Linked DNA regions of Rattus norvegicus: region 1 is linked to region 2. A link is a contact called in public Hi-C data. All regions are on one chromosome and are shown on one strand. The core of a region is the stretch at or near the end of the contact, and the rest is flanking DNA. Distances in the headings are between cores, read along the strand shown. Region 1 has its middle 170 kb from the start of Gadd45g. Region 2 has its middle 220 kb from the start of Gadd45g.

What was found. Hi-C and Micro-C count contacts between places; a contact is called where the count stands out from the background.
Region 1: a Hi-C map of liver shows a contact between it and region 2, with 6 times the contacts expected there. The contact joins two enhancer-like sites. A contact is called at or near these places in 3 of 12 Hi-C or Micro-C datasets (kidney and liver).

The regions. Positions count from the first base shown.
Region 1 is chr17:13,359,164-13,365,254 of GRCr8, reverse strand. No RefSeq gene overlaps it. Among named protein-coding and RNA genes, the nearest start is that of Gadd45g, 170 kb to the left of the region's middle. Within about 2 kb of position 1,659, at least 9 of the 93 cell types and tissues checked have an H3K27ac peak or open chromatin away from gene starts, as enhancers often do. A contact at or near this core is called in liver, where this site is marked.
Region 2 is chr17:13,311,193-13,316,865 of GRCr8, reverse strand. No RefSeq gene overlaps it. Among named protein-coding and RNA genes, the nearest start is that of Gadd45g, 220 kb to the left of the region's middle. Within about 2 kb of position 3,090, at least 3 of the 93 cell types and tissues checked have an H3K27ac peak or open chromatin away from gene starts, as enhancers often do. A contact at or near this core is called in liver, where this site is marked.

The sequences.
Region 1 (6,091 bases), core at 410-2,909, 50 kb before region 2:
CCTTCAACGGCAACAGATGAAGAACTGCATTCCTAAATCACCAGTATTTGACTTAATATTTCTACATGGGCATTTAGGAGCGTTTGATATCAGCCATGGAACAGAAGACCAATGACAGACATACCAAAATAACACCCTATTTATTTCAAAATAGTAGCATGTGTTCTGTCAACCGCAGGTCTGGCCAAATATGGAAAGAGAGGTTCCCTTTGCCAACTCTGCGATGGGCCTCTGAACAAGGCAGTGCTCTGTGACAATCTTCGTTAGGCACACGCTCTCCCATTGGACCGCATGCTATGCTTGATCTGGTGTAGGCCTTTTCATCTCCGCCGCTGTGAAAGTGCTTGGCACTCCCTGTGGTTTGAGGTGACCACTCAGCTGGGTGGGTTTCCCAAGTGAATGAGAGTTGCCAGTGTGGCTGCCAAGGGGAGGCAGAGACAGCAGGATCAGGAGTTCAAGGCCATACTTGGTTACATATCAAGCTTAAGGGCAGCCTAGGTCCTAAGAGACACAGTTACAATAAGGCCAGGAAGATAATAGCAGGGGGTTTCCAGGGATATAACCATTACTTTCCTTGTGAGATTGAGGGCCTGAATTCAACCCCTACAATGCATGTTGAGAAAGCCAAGCTGTGTCAGGACCTGCTATGTCTGTCCCACTATTGGGGAGGAAGAGAGGCAGCCGATTCCTGGAACTTGCTGGTCCACCAGCGCAGCCTACTCGGTGAGTCGAGGCCAGCAAGAGACCGTTGTAATTTAGTTTCTGTTGCTGTGACAACGCAATGGCTGAAAGCTATTTGGAGGAGGATGGGGTTTTTTAATGTGGCTTGCAGGGTAGAGACTATCATCCAGGGAAGCCAAAACAGGAGTTCAAGGCAAGGCCTTGAGGCAGCGACTGCAAGGGAATGCTGCCACTGGCTTGATGCCCATGGGTCAGCCCATGGCAGGCAACGTCTCAGGTGAGGCTCCCTGCCCAGAGGACTGTAGTTCATGTCAATGTGACAAACAAACAAAAAACAACACGAAGACTTTGTCTCAAATATCAGGGTAGACGATGCTGGAGGAAGGACACTTTGGGCCTCCACATGCACGTGTACGTAAGTGTACAGTGTTTGTACACACACACACACACACACACACACACACACACACACACACACACACCTATAATGAGATCACACCCAGAGATACCGAGCTGAAAGGTGGCAGTTAGAATGGAGCTGGAGCCAAAGTGCGCCCAGTTCCCGTAGCAGCCGTTCCTGCCCTCTGTGGACTCTGAGGAGGATGGTAGGTAGATGGATACGCTTCTGAGAATTCCTGCTACAACAGCAGCTCAGGGAACGTGGCTCTGAGTGCAGAGCCCGTCTGCAGAGCCTGGGTGGCCGCTGCTTCCTTCTGTGGGGTGAGGCCGTGCGTCTTTCAAAAGCTCGTTAGAGACACCCTCTCCCTTTGAAGGGGCCGTTTCATGTGCCGCTTTCAATCTGTCACGAAGCCGAAGCCGCTTTGCTCCAAAGAGCCGGGACTGCAGGAGGGGTACGCTTGTGAGGCCGGAAGAGTGTCCTGGATGCCCTTCTGGGTGTAGAGTCCCTAGGAGCGCAGGATGAAGGAGTAGGCAGGAGCAGACAGCGAGATGCTGTTTTCAATCGTGGCTGGCTGTGTGCCTGGATGTGTGTGGTGCTCACCCTATCCCAGGAGGAATAGCAAGGTCAGTGTCAGCGCTTTGATGTTCCCTTAGAGAAGCGGTGGAAATCAAACACAGGCGTCTGCAGCAGTAGCAACCCTGGGGTTTGCATTGCATTGTTTTTAGGTTTTGAAAAAAGATGATCCAAGAAGAGCAAGGATGTGACTACCCTGCTTCTTAGCGGATTAATGCTTGCTTTCTCCCTTTCCCACTCTTCCACCCCAGCCCTGCCTGACGTCTCCCTTGCCCCGAGGCTGCGCTGTCCTGAAATGCCTCTGCAGCCGAGGCCTTAAGTGGACTGAGGCTAAGGGAATGATAGAAATTCATTTCTCTCTCTCTCTCTCTCTCTCTCTCTCTCTCTCTCTCTCTCTCTCTCTCTCTCTCTCCTCTCTCCCCCTTGAGCCGGGCTAAAGTGTCGGGAGCATGCAGGAGCAGGTTGCTTGTGTGTCTGTTTAGCTTGGCACCCCAAGCCTTGCAGCCTTGTCTCTCCTGTGTGAAAACACTGACAAGCTTCTGCCTGTTTCCATTCCTAGTGTTTGCCCCTGCTGCCTGGCTGGCCTCTTCTTGGAAAACCAGATCCCGTGGCTTCAGTGACCTAGTGCTGGCAGCAGGGACCGTTGTGTGACTGGCAAAGCGCTTGGTTTCCCATGATTGCATCATGGTTTGGGGGGCACGGGGTGAGCATGGGAAGCTCCAAAGGGGTCAGGTCCCTGGGGAAAGGTGCCTGTCACTGGCTTCTGAGTCAATGTTCCCTTAAACTCGTGCCCAGTTTGCATCAGAAAATAAAAAAGTTTGTGTCCAGAGAAGACTGAGCAACAAAGCCTGCAGAATGTCATTGACCCATCGTGAAGGCCGTAACCTCTATGCCACCAACTTCCCAGTGGCACAGACATTCTTCCTAAGTGTATTTGATGGATAAGAAAAGTGAGGGCCAGAGACATTTGGCTGATCTGAGTTTCTGTTTCAATATGAGTTACTGGAAGGGTTAGAATTCTCGTCTAGTGGAGTTACACCTTCAGCTCAGTTCCCATTGGGCCTCTTCTGTGAGTGATTGTGTGTGTGTGTGTGTGTGTGTGTGTGTGTGTGTGTGTGTGTGCACGCGTGCGTGTGCGCAGAACTGAACAGTCATTGGTTCTCTATCCCCTTAGTCAATTTTCTGGTGCTGTTAGACAACACTCCAGGCTGGGCAATTTGTAAGTGAAAAGGTTGATATTGGCTTATGGTTCTGGAGGCTCGCAAACACAGCGGCAGGGTCAGCTTCTGATGAGGAGAAAAGGGCCAGTCATGCCAGAATGGCCAACATTGTGGTTGAAAGTTAGAGCATTGAGGTTAGTGGTCTGCCCTTGCAGATTATGCAAGAGGATAGAAGGGGGGGGTGTGGAGATTACGTTCGGCATAGCCATTGATCCAGTCAGCCACAGGTTCATATGAGATTCCAGGGGAAATTGGACACGCGACACTCAGGTTAGCTTCCTGGGTTGGTCGTACATTAATGAGCCAGGAAGGTGACAAATCCCAGGAACTCAGGAGCTTCTTATTTGAGACTCTGAGACTCTGAGACTTCATTTGGATTGTACCTTGCAGGACAGACTATGTACGAGAGTGGCTCGGTGCTCCCAGTGTTTTGCGTCATTCCAGCAAATGACCAAGCTGGGGACAGTGTGAGAACTCGACTTTGCAGCCAGCTTGTCACAAGTGCAGATGGCCTGAGGAGGCCTGAGTTCAGATCTGGCATCTGAAACAAAGGCATCTTGTAAAGTGTCCGCCTTTTAGCTGACCGCCCATGCAGCCAGTGCCTCTGGTGTCTGTGCAGCCGTGTCCAATCATGGAGTGTGGTACTTTCTCCATTTTCCCCCCAAAAGATTTATTTATTTATTTATTTAATGTATGTGAGTACACTGTCACTGTCTCAGACACACCCATGGAGAGCATCAGATCCCATTACAGATGGTTGTGAGCCACCATGTGGTTGCTGGGATCTGAACTCAGGACCTCTGGAAGAGCAGTCAGGGCTCTTAACCACTGAGCCATCTCTCCAGCCCTTCTCCACTTTTCTTTTTTTAAAATTTTACTACTTTGTTTGTTTGTTGTGGGTTCACAGGTGTATGTATACATGTGTGTGTGTGTGTGTGTGTGTGTGTGTGTGTGTCTGTATACACTTGTGTGCACTGACAAAGCTAGAGGTCAACCTTGAGTGTCACTCCCCCACTTTTGAGAGAGGATCTCTGATTGACCTGGAACTTCCTTGTTATTCGAATCTGGTTGACCAGCAAATCCCGGGGACCCACCTGTCTCAGTCTTCTTGGTGGCAGGGTTATAGGCATGTGCCACCATGCCCTGCTTTAAACACGGCTTCTGGGCATCAAGCCCAGATCCTTATGCTTACGAGGTAGGAGCTTTACTGACGCCTCCTCAGGCTCTTGGCATGTCTTTCACTGGCCCAGATGTCGTGGGACCCTGAATAAGAAGGCGCACCTTGTATGAGGGGTCATGGTCACACATAGTGCCCTTTAAAATAGCTTTCGCCGAGTTACTTTGAGTCTGTCAAGGTTCAAAATGTTGATCTTGACAAGAAATACACAGAGATGTTGTCACAGAGTCCCCTGTGAGTTGCTGGTGTTTAGGGCCAGGAACTTGTATTACCTGTCTCCCAGTTCATCACGGACTTGACTGTACTTACTAGGGTCTCCTTTCTTTCTGCCTAGTTGCCTTCCCGTGTGGGCTGCCCTTCTTAGCCCCACTTTTGCTTTGCCTTATCTCTCTATGGGCTGCTCTTGCGGACAGCAGAAGGCAGGGCTTCTGTTTGCCCCTGCCCTAGCACTTAGCGAATTGCATTAAGGAAGACATGGCTTTGTGAAGGCCACCCCCACGAAGCAGAGAGCCAGCTGGCCCAAAGCCACAAAGAGCCCAGCAGACCACTGGGATCTGCATGGGTTTCAAGTCAATGACTTGTTCCCTCTGAGGCCTCTCAAAGGAGCTGAGTCAGGTGAACCTTGGTATTCCACAAGCTCTTCCACCTCAGAAGGCCCCTTTCTGCAACCTGCTTCAGAGCGGAGTGTCCCTTCCAGAGAGAGAGAGAGAGAGAGAGAGCAGCCTGTCAAAGCGGCTCAAAGTCCTCTAAGGAGCAGAGTGCTTTCTTTACCACACAGTTTGAGCCTGGATCCCTGCCCTCAGATCTCTGCTTCCTGCCCACCTAAGACGCTGGTGATGCAGGCAGAAAAATGGCTAGATGCCAGTGCTTCCGTTTCCGTCTCACAAGGAGCACTCCTACCCTCAGCCGATGACCTCCCCACTGATGGCCGTTTATTGTTTCCTACTATCAGGTTCCCCCCAGCTGTGGCAGCTGAAGTTCAAAGCTTTCTCCTCATAGTACACTGTGTCCTTGGAGGGCAATCGGCAGAGCTGATTAATGCTTGCTGGGTGGTTCCCGCAGCTGGCGGGGCCCCACGTGGGGGTCTCTGAGACAAGTAGGAATCTGCCAGGAAGAAGCCGTCGGTCATTTCCTGGGCTGCGCTGTCAGCCTTGGGTGTTGCAGACTTCTGCAGACCCAGGAGATGAAAATCATGTGGGCAATCTCGTCCCCCATGCACCACCCACTCGTCTCCTGGGCTGTCTACACCACACAAGACAAAGGTCTATGGACCGTCAGGCTCTGACCTCACCCACTTACGGAGGACCGTGAACATCCTTGATCTATGTGTCTGTGTTACCCGATCTCAAACACCGACAGACAGTGAGGAATGACTCCCTGCTTGGGGACACGATGCAGCAGTCAGTCAGTCAGAATGGAATTCTGGAGCTGCGGCCAGACAGTGCTCAGTGAAAACGGCAATTAGTGGGTAGACAGAAAAGCCTCGTCACCTGGGCCTGGTGCTTGGGGAACTGCTGAGCTGCTCTCGTCATGCACGGAACCTCACATAGGGGTGGCTCAGGCTGAGATCATGGCGGGCCACGCACCTGACACACAGCCTGCCCGGACAGTGACTGTTGTAGCGTCTGGCTAGACGGAGTGTGGTCCAGGGGGAGAGGCTTTGGCCGCATGGTATGACTGTAGAGGCAGTTACTCAGGGCGGAACGCCACATGGCAGGGACTTGCACGGCAGGCAGCTGGACAGTTGACGGGCATCTCCACAGGACAGACTTTGTGCACGGTGAAGCAATATTTAGCCATTGCCTACTGCATGCCCTGAGAAGGAATCTCAACTTACTGCCAGCAGCCTTTCTCAGAGAGGGTATTCAGCCATAATTCAGAGGCCACCTTGAAGGCATGGGTGAACTCTCTCCCTTTTAAAAATCTGCATGCGAGTCTTACAAAACACATGAAAGCAACCTCAGGAGATTGCAGAGGGCGGACATTCTTCCCTGGGCAGGGTCATCTCAAGAATTCGATCTTCTCTTAAGAGTGGACATG
Region 2 (5,673 bases), core at 1,841-4,340:
TTGGTAGAGAAGCTTTGGACACTGGTGGATAAGGTGCCAGCCATGTGGGTGGAGCTTTGCCACAGTGGCCGAGATGGTCAACTGCATTCCATGGAGGATGTTCTGGGCTGTACAGAGATAGGCTTCCATGAAGGGGATGATTACGGAGCATGGAAAAGGTAAGTTTGGAGAAACTAAAGGAAAACCATCGCAGAAGGAGGCACTGGCTCGGGCTGGCTGATGTCTCCCCAGGGTGGCCCCCCTGCCTGGTGGTGCCCTGGGTTCTGGCCGCTTGTGCTGAAGCTCAGTTCTTCACCTTCTGTCTTGCTTCCCGTTGTCCACATCTGTCTTCCTTGAGGAGAGAGATCCCTCACCTGCTGTGGGGGGGGGGGGGGATACTCTTTAGGAGTATCTCTCTCTTAGGGTTTTCTCTTAGGAGTTGAGGTTCTTTTCTGGCTAGGAGCCTCTCTACCCAGGATACAGGAGTGACTTCAGGGTGTCATGGGAACCTCAAGGGTCCCAGCCAATGGTGGCATCTCGGCTCTGTCTAGATGCTCACAGGAGCTCTAAGTTGGCTCATGGCCTGGGCTCTCAGTGCCCTGTATTCAGAAATGGCTGGCTTCCCCATTCTGCACGGCTACCAGCTGCACTTCCATACTCTCAGAAGACCCCTGGCCCCCAGTGACCAAGTCCAAAGGCCTTTCATTTCTACCCTGGTGCATTTTGCAGGACCCTGAGCCCTGAGCCCAGACCTCTGATGAGCCTCTAGGAGCCTGAAGCAGGCCTCTGCTTTTCTGCACCCCATTGACATGCAAGTTCTGCCTCTGAGGGTCTTGGGTAGGTCCTGGCATGTCACTCCTGTTTAAGGCTCTCTTTGAGGAGGAGTGGGTTTAGAAGTCTTGACAAGTTGTCACACGCCAGATGTGTGTCGCATACCAGCTCTCAAGCACAGGCAAATACCTGTGTCCCAAAACCAGGGGTTAACGAGCCTTTATACAATGAGCTACTGGGAAGCCCCAACTAATGAACATGCAGCTGGTACCCGGAATCTCTAAACATCCTGCCTTCTGGGCTTTCAAGGTGCCAACAGAGGCTGCTATCTAACATGGAGGTCACAGGGGAACTCTGCTACCCTGGCCCTTGGCTTTCCTGTGCAAAGCCTACAGTTTTCTTTCCAACTTCCCTCGGGGCTATTTTTGGGATCTTGTTTTTGAAGTTTGGAGTTCATGGTGGCTTACTAGAAAGGACAGTCAGCTGGAGTGATCTGTCCTGCGCTCCATGGTGTGTGCTGGATGGAGCTGAAGGGATCCAGGGTTCCCAGCGGGACTCAGTGCCAGGGCTAGGGAATGTCACCAGTAGCCAGTTCTGAGGTGACAGCACCTGCACCCTAATTCCTCCCAATAGTCTGTGGCATGCAGCCCCTGGAAGGGACACAGACAATCAGGCTCTGTGTAGATGGGAGTTGGAGCAGGGGGATTGTGTAGAGCTTGCCTTGCTGGCAGGACCTTTTCATGGGTGCTTTGGGCCTAGTCTTCCAAGTCTGGGCTGGTCTGTCTTTCTCAACACCAGAGCGCCGTGACTACATGGACGGCTGGAGCCACCTCTCAGAGTGTAAGAATCAGAGGACATACGTGTCTAGTCTGTTCCTGTGGGTCCAAGGGCTGAACCCAAGGGTCTCAGAATGCAACAAGAGAAACCAGGCCTTCTGCAGTATCAGGCACGGCCTATGCTATGCCTGCACAAGGTGGCTTCACCTCACAGAGGGTCCCACTGTCGTGGGTGTGGTGTGGTTAGGCAGGAAGCCCAGCTGGTGTGTCCCTGGAATAGGCGTTGGCTTCTCAGAACGACATGGAGCTGAGCAAATGATACTGGTTGTGTCCCCGGGTCCTGCCTCTTCCTGTTCCCTGGATTCCCTCGACCCCCACTTCTGTCCCCTAGACATGCTTGCACAGCTTTGGACCTCAGTATCCTCATCTTTAAAATAGGAGCGTTTTCCTCTTCAGTGCTTCCTCAAGGGCCCCAAGGCGGTGAATTGAGCGAGTGCCTTAGGCTTCTTTGGAGACCAAATAACCTTCCATCTTGTGGAAGCTTCAGGAATGAGGGCACAGCTACGATGAACATGAAGAAATTCTGCCCCAATCTAGTGAAGTGAGTGTGCGGGCCCCTGAGAGCAAATTTTTAGCTCTGTCTGGATGCTGACCTGAGGCATGCATTTCCAGAAAAATCAAGCGTTGACCTTGGCAGGTGAGATCACTTGGGTTTGTTTTATCTTCCCAGAATCCCCAGAGCTGGTTGTCACCCCCACTTCTCTAGAACACGCTGCTGTGGCAGATCCTGCCTACCCCGTGCCCTCCTCTCTAACCTGCAAATACCTGGTATCTCCCTGAGGGACACCCACTGAAGCCACTTTACTTAGCAAATGGTTATTCATTAGCAGAATGCACGAGGGAGAGACGCTGCCAGCATGTCCACATATGGGGACACGAAGCTCCTCACTGTCACTGTACTCTAGGGCCACATCTCTCAGGAACATTCTGAATGGAAGCACCGCCTTCAACCCTCCACCTCTGGGCACAGCAGAGAGTAAAATAATGTGGAAGCAGGCTGCTCGGAAGTCAGTACTAGGGGTGGGAAGATGGCTCAGCAGGTGATGTGCCAACAAGCGGGCAAACATGAGAATTTGAGTTCCTAGAACTTTTAAAAGGCCTGGCAAGTGGCTCGTGCCTTTAATCCCATTATTAAAGAGGCAGAGACAGTTGGACTTCTGGGCCTAACCAACCAGTCTAATCAAATTGACGAGGTTCGGGTCGGCGAGAGACGCTATTTCCAAAAACAAGGTGGACGGTGTCCTGAAAAACTGAACCCTGAGGATGACCAACTGCTCCACACAGTGAGCTGGCCCTGGCTAAACGCTTGCTGGGGCCTCTCAGCAGAAGGCCTGGGTGCCCACACTTGCTAATTAAATGAAAGAACAAACCAGAAGCCAGACATTCATGTTTGGGCATGTCCTGTTTCATATCCTGTTTGTGCTGGTCCCCAAGTCTGGACGCACATGACCCTGTTTCCTGGCCTCTGACTGCTAATCTTCTGCGAGGACATGAACATGACCTCCCTCACCTCTGGTCTGTTTGGATTTACACTGTGGTTGAAGCCTGCATTGATCCATGAGGCATTGGAGCCCATAGCAGCCGGGGAGTTCTTCCCTGACCAGGAGTCTCATTTCTTGCTAGAATTGGTTTCTCCTCTGCAAGTCCCAGATCAGTTGACTGCAATTTGTAGAGACACTGAGGGACCACTGCAGGCCCAAGGTGATGTCTTCTAAGTGTCAAGCACTTAACTAGGAAATCCCATGTCTCCCGAGGCTGGGAGTCCCAGCACCCTGAGGCTTCAGAGGAAGGCTCTGGGATTTGGCGATTGATTTTTTCCCCCAAACTCTGTGTATGAATTTAAGGAACAGAATGGACAGAACAGATGTATATTAAAAGGGAGTTTATTAGATTGACTGACAGGGTAGAGGCCAGATGGGCCAACAGTGGCTGCTTGTATGCTTCGAGAGCCGGAGAACCAGGCAGTTGTGCGTGCCTCCATAGTCTTAAGTCTGGGACTGAAGGTCTGGAGCTGTAGTTCTCAACCTTCCTGATTTGGTGGGGTGCGACCCCTTACTACAGTTCCTCACGTCGTGGTGACCTGCAACCACGAAATTCCGTTGCCACTTCAAAGATGTATTTTTGCTAGTTATGAATCATAATGTAAACTTTGGAGGTGCAGGATATCTGATATGTAGCTCCCAGAGGGGTCGCGACCCACAGGTTGAGAACCATCGGTCTAGCGGGTTCCTAGAGCGTTGTCGGTCTTCAGTCCACGTTGGAAGGCCTGGGAAGCAGTGTTCTGGTGATGGTGACCCAGCGACAGAATGGACACCTTCACCACATAGTGAAGGCATGTAGGCAGACAGCCGTACATGGTCCTCAGACCTCTTTCTCTAGGGACTGCCGGAGGGTACCGCCTACTCTGAGGGAGGAGCTTCTCCCCTTAGCCAATCCTTGCTGGGAACGCCTTCACAGTCCTGCTTAGAGACTAGCTGATTCCTGATTCCAATCAAGTTATCAAACAAAATGGTTATGCTTTGAAGGAGAAATCCCCAGGGGCTCATGGGCTTGAAAACTTGACCCACAGTCGGGTGGCGCTGTTTCGGGGGGAAGTTATAGAACTTTAGGAGGGGCAGCCTTTTGGAGGAAGTAGGCCTTGAAGATTTATAGCATAGCCCCACTTCCTGCCCCCTAGTCCCTGTCAGACAGCTCCTAGCTCCTGCCATCATCGACACACTTTCCCCACCAAACTGCAATCTACCGGGACCGCTGGAACCAGAAACTAAGATCAAGCCTCCTTCCTCAAGTCGCTTTGGGTCATGGCGTTTTTATCACAGGGACCTCGCAGGACTGAAGTATTAGAGAGATAGTGACTCCAGGGTCACCCAGGGACAGGAAAGTGACCAGTGTGTCGGGGACATTCGGGCCAATGGGCTTCTGTTCTGCTATGATAGCATGGTGGGGACTAATGGATAAGATAGCATCGTTTAGGGGACAGACTTGGTTGACAACAAACCTGTGGGTCAGCTTACCATGGAATATGTGGGGACCCCAAAGTATTCATGAAGAACAGCTAGTGGTGAAGAGAGAAGAAGAATAAACACAGGAAAACAGATCCATCATCAGGAGCATGAGGTGGGGGAGAGGCAAACCTACGATGCCTTCCAGTGAGGGATCCCAGCTGACTCTCCCTGCAGTGCATCCAAATCCCTTCCTCACTTATGTAAGACTGAGAACCAAGGCAAGCCTCACTCCTCACCTGAATGAATGTTAACCCCAGGATTTCTCTTTCCATCTTTTGTGTAGGAACCTCTTGCTTCCACCCTCCCCGACCCCGACATCTCCACAGCTGTTAATTTCTTCTTTCCCTCCCTCTCCTGCTCTCCCCACATCTGTCCTCTCCCTTTGTCCCTCTCCTCTCCCCTCTGTGCGTTCTATTTCTCTGTCCCTCTCCTCCTTCCCCGCCCCCCCATCTCTTTACTTCTCAGCCTCCTTCCATTTTAAGGCCAACTTCTTCCCCCTAGGGACTGCTTTCAGACCCATGGGCATGAGAGAGGAAAAAGGAAGGCTCCTGCCTCAGCTCTCAGTACTCTCAGCCTGAGGTTGATAAAACACACACTGTGCACGTTCTGGTTGGTCAGGAGTTCTCTGAAGAGAGCCCACTCCTTTCTCTCCAGCATGGCCTGTTTGGTAGGTCACCTGTGTGGGGTTTAGTTTTCGACCCCACAGGTTGGAAGTAGGTACAGTGCCTCGGGGGAGGGACCCCTTCCATCCTCTCATTGTCCAAGCCTCCAGTGTCTCACTCCACTCTGTCTGTCCCTTCTCCCCTCTGTCCGACAGCCAAGAACATGGTGTGCAGAGCAGTGTTCTTAGCACTTGGCTCTGAAGTAAAAGGCAGGCTCTGCCTACGCTCAAAACAGCCCATCTACTGAGTTCCAGGATAGACCCTCAGCTTGTATTTCTCACCTAGGGAGACATGGTGACCTTGCTGATGGGGACACATTTCCCCTCAGCCGACACATCTGGGTGGTACTATGTGCCACCTAATATTTTACACTGAAATCTCGGCCCTCAAGAGCTTAGAATGTGTTTGGGGATATGGACC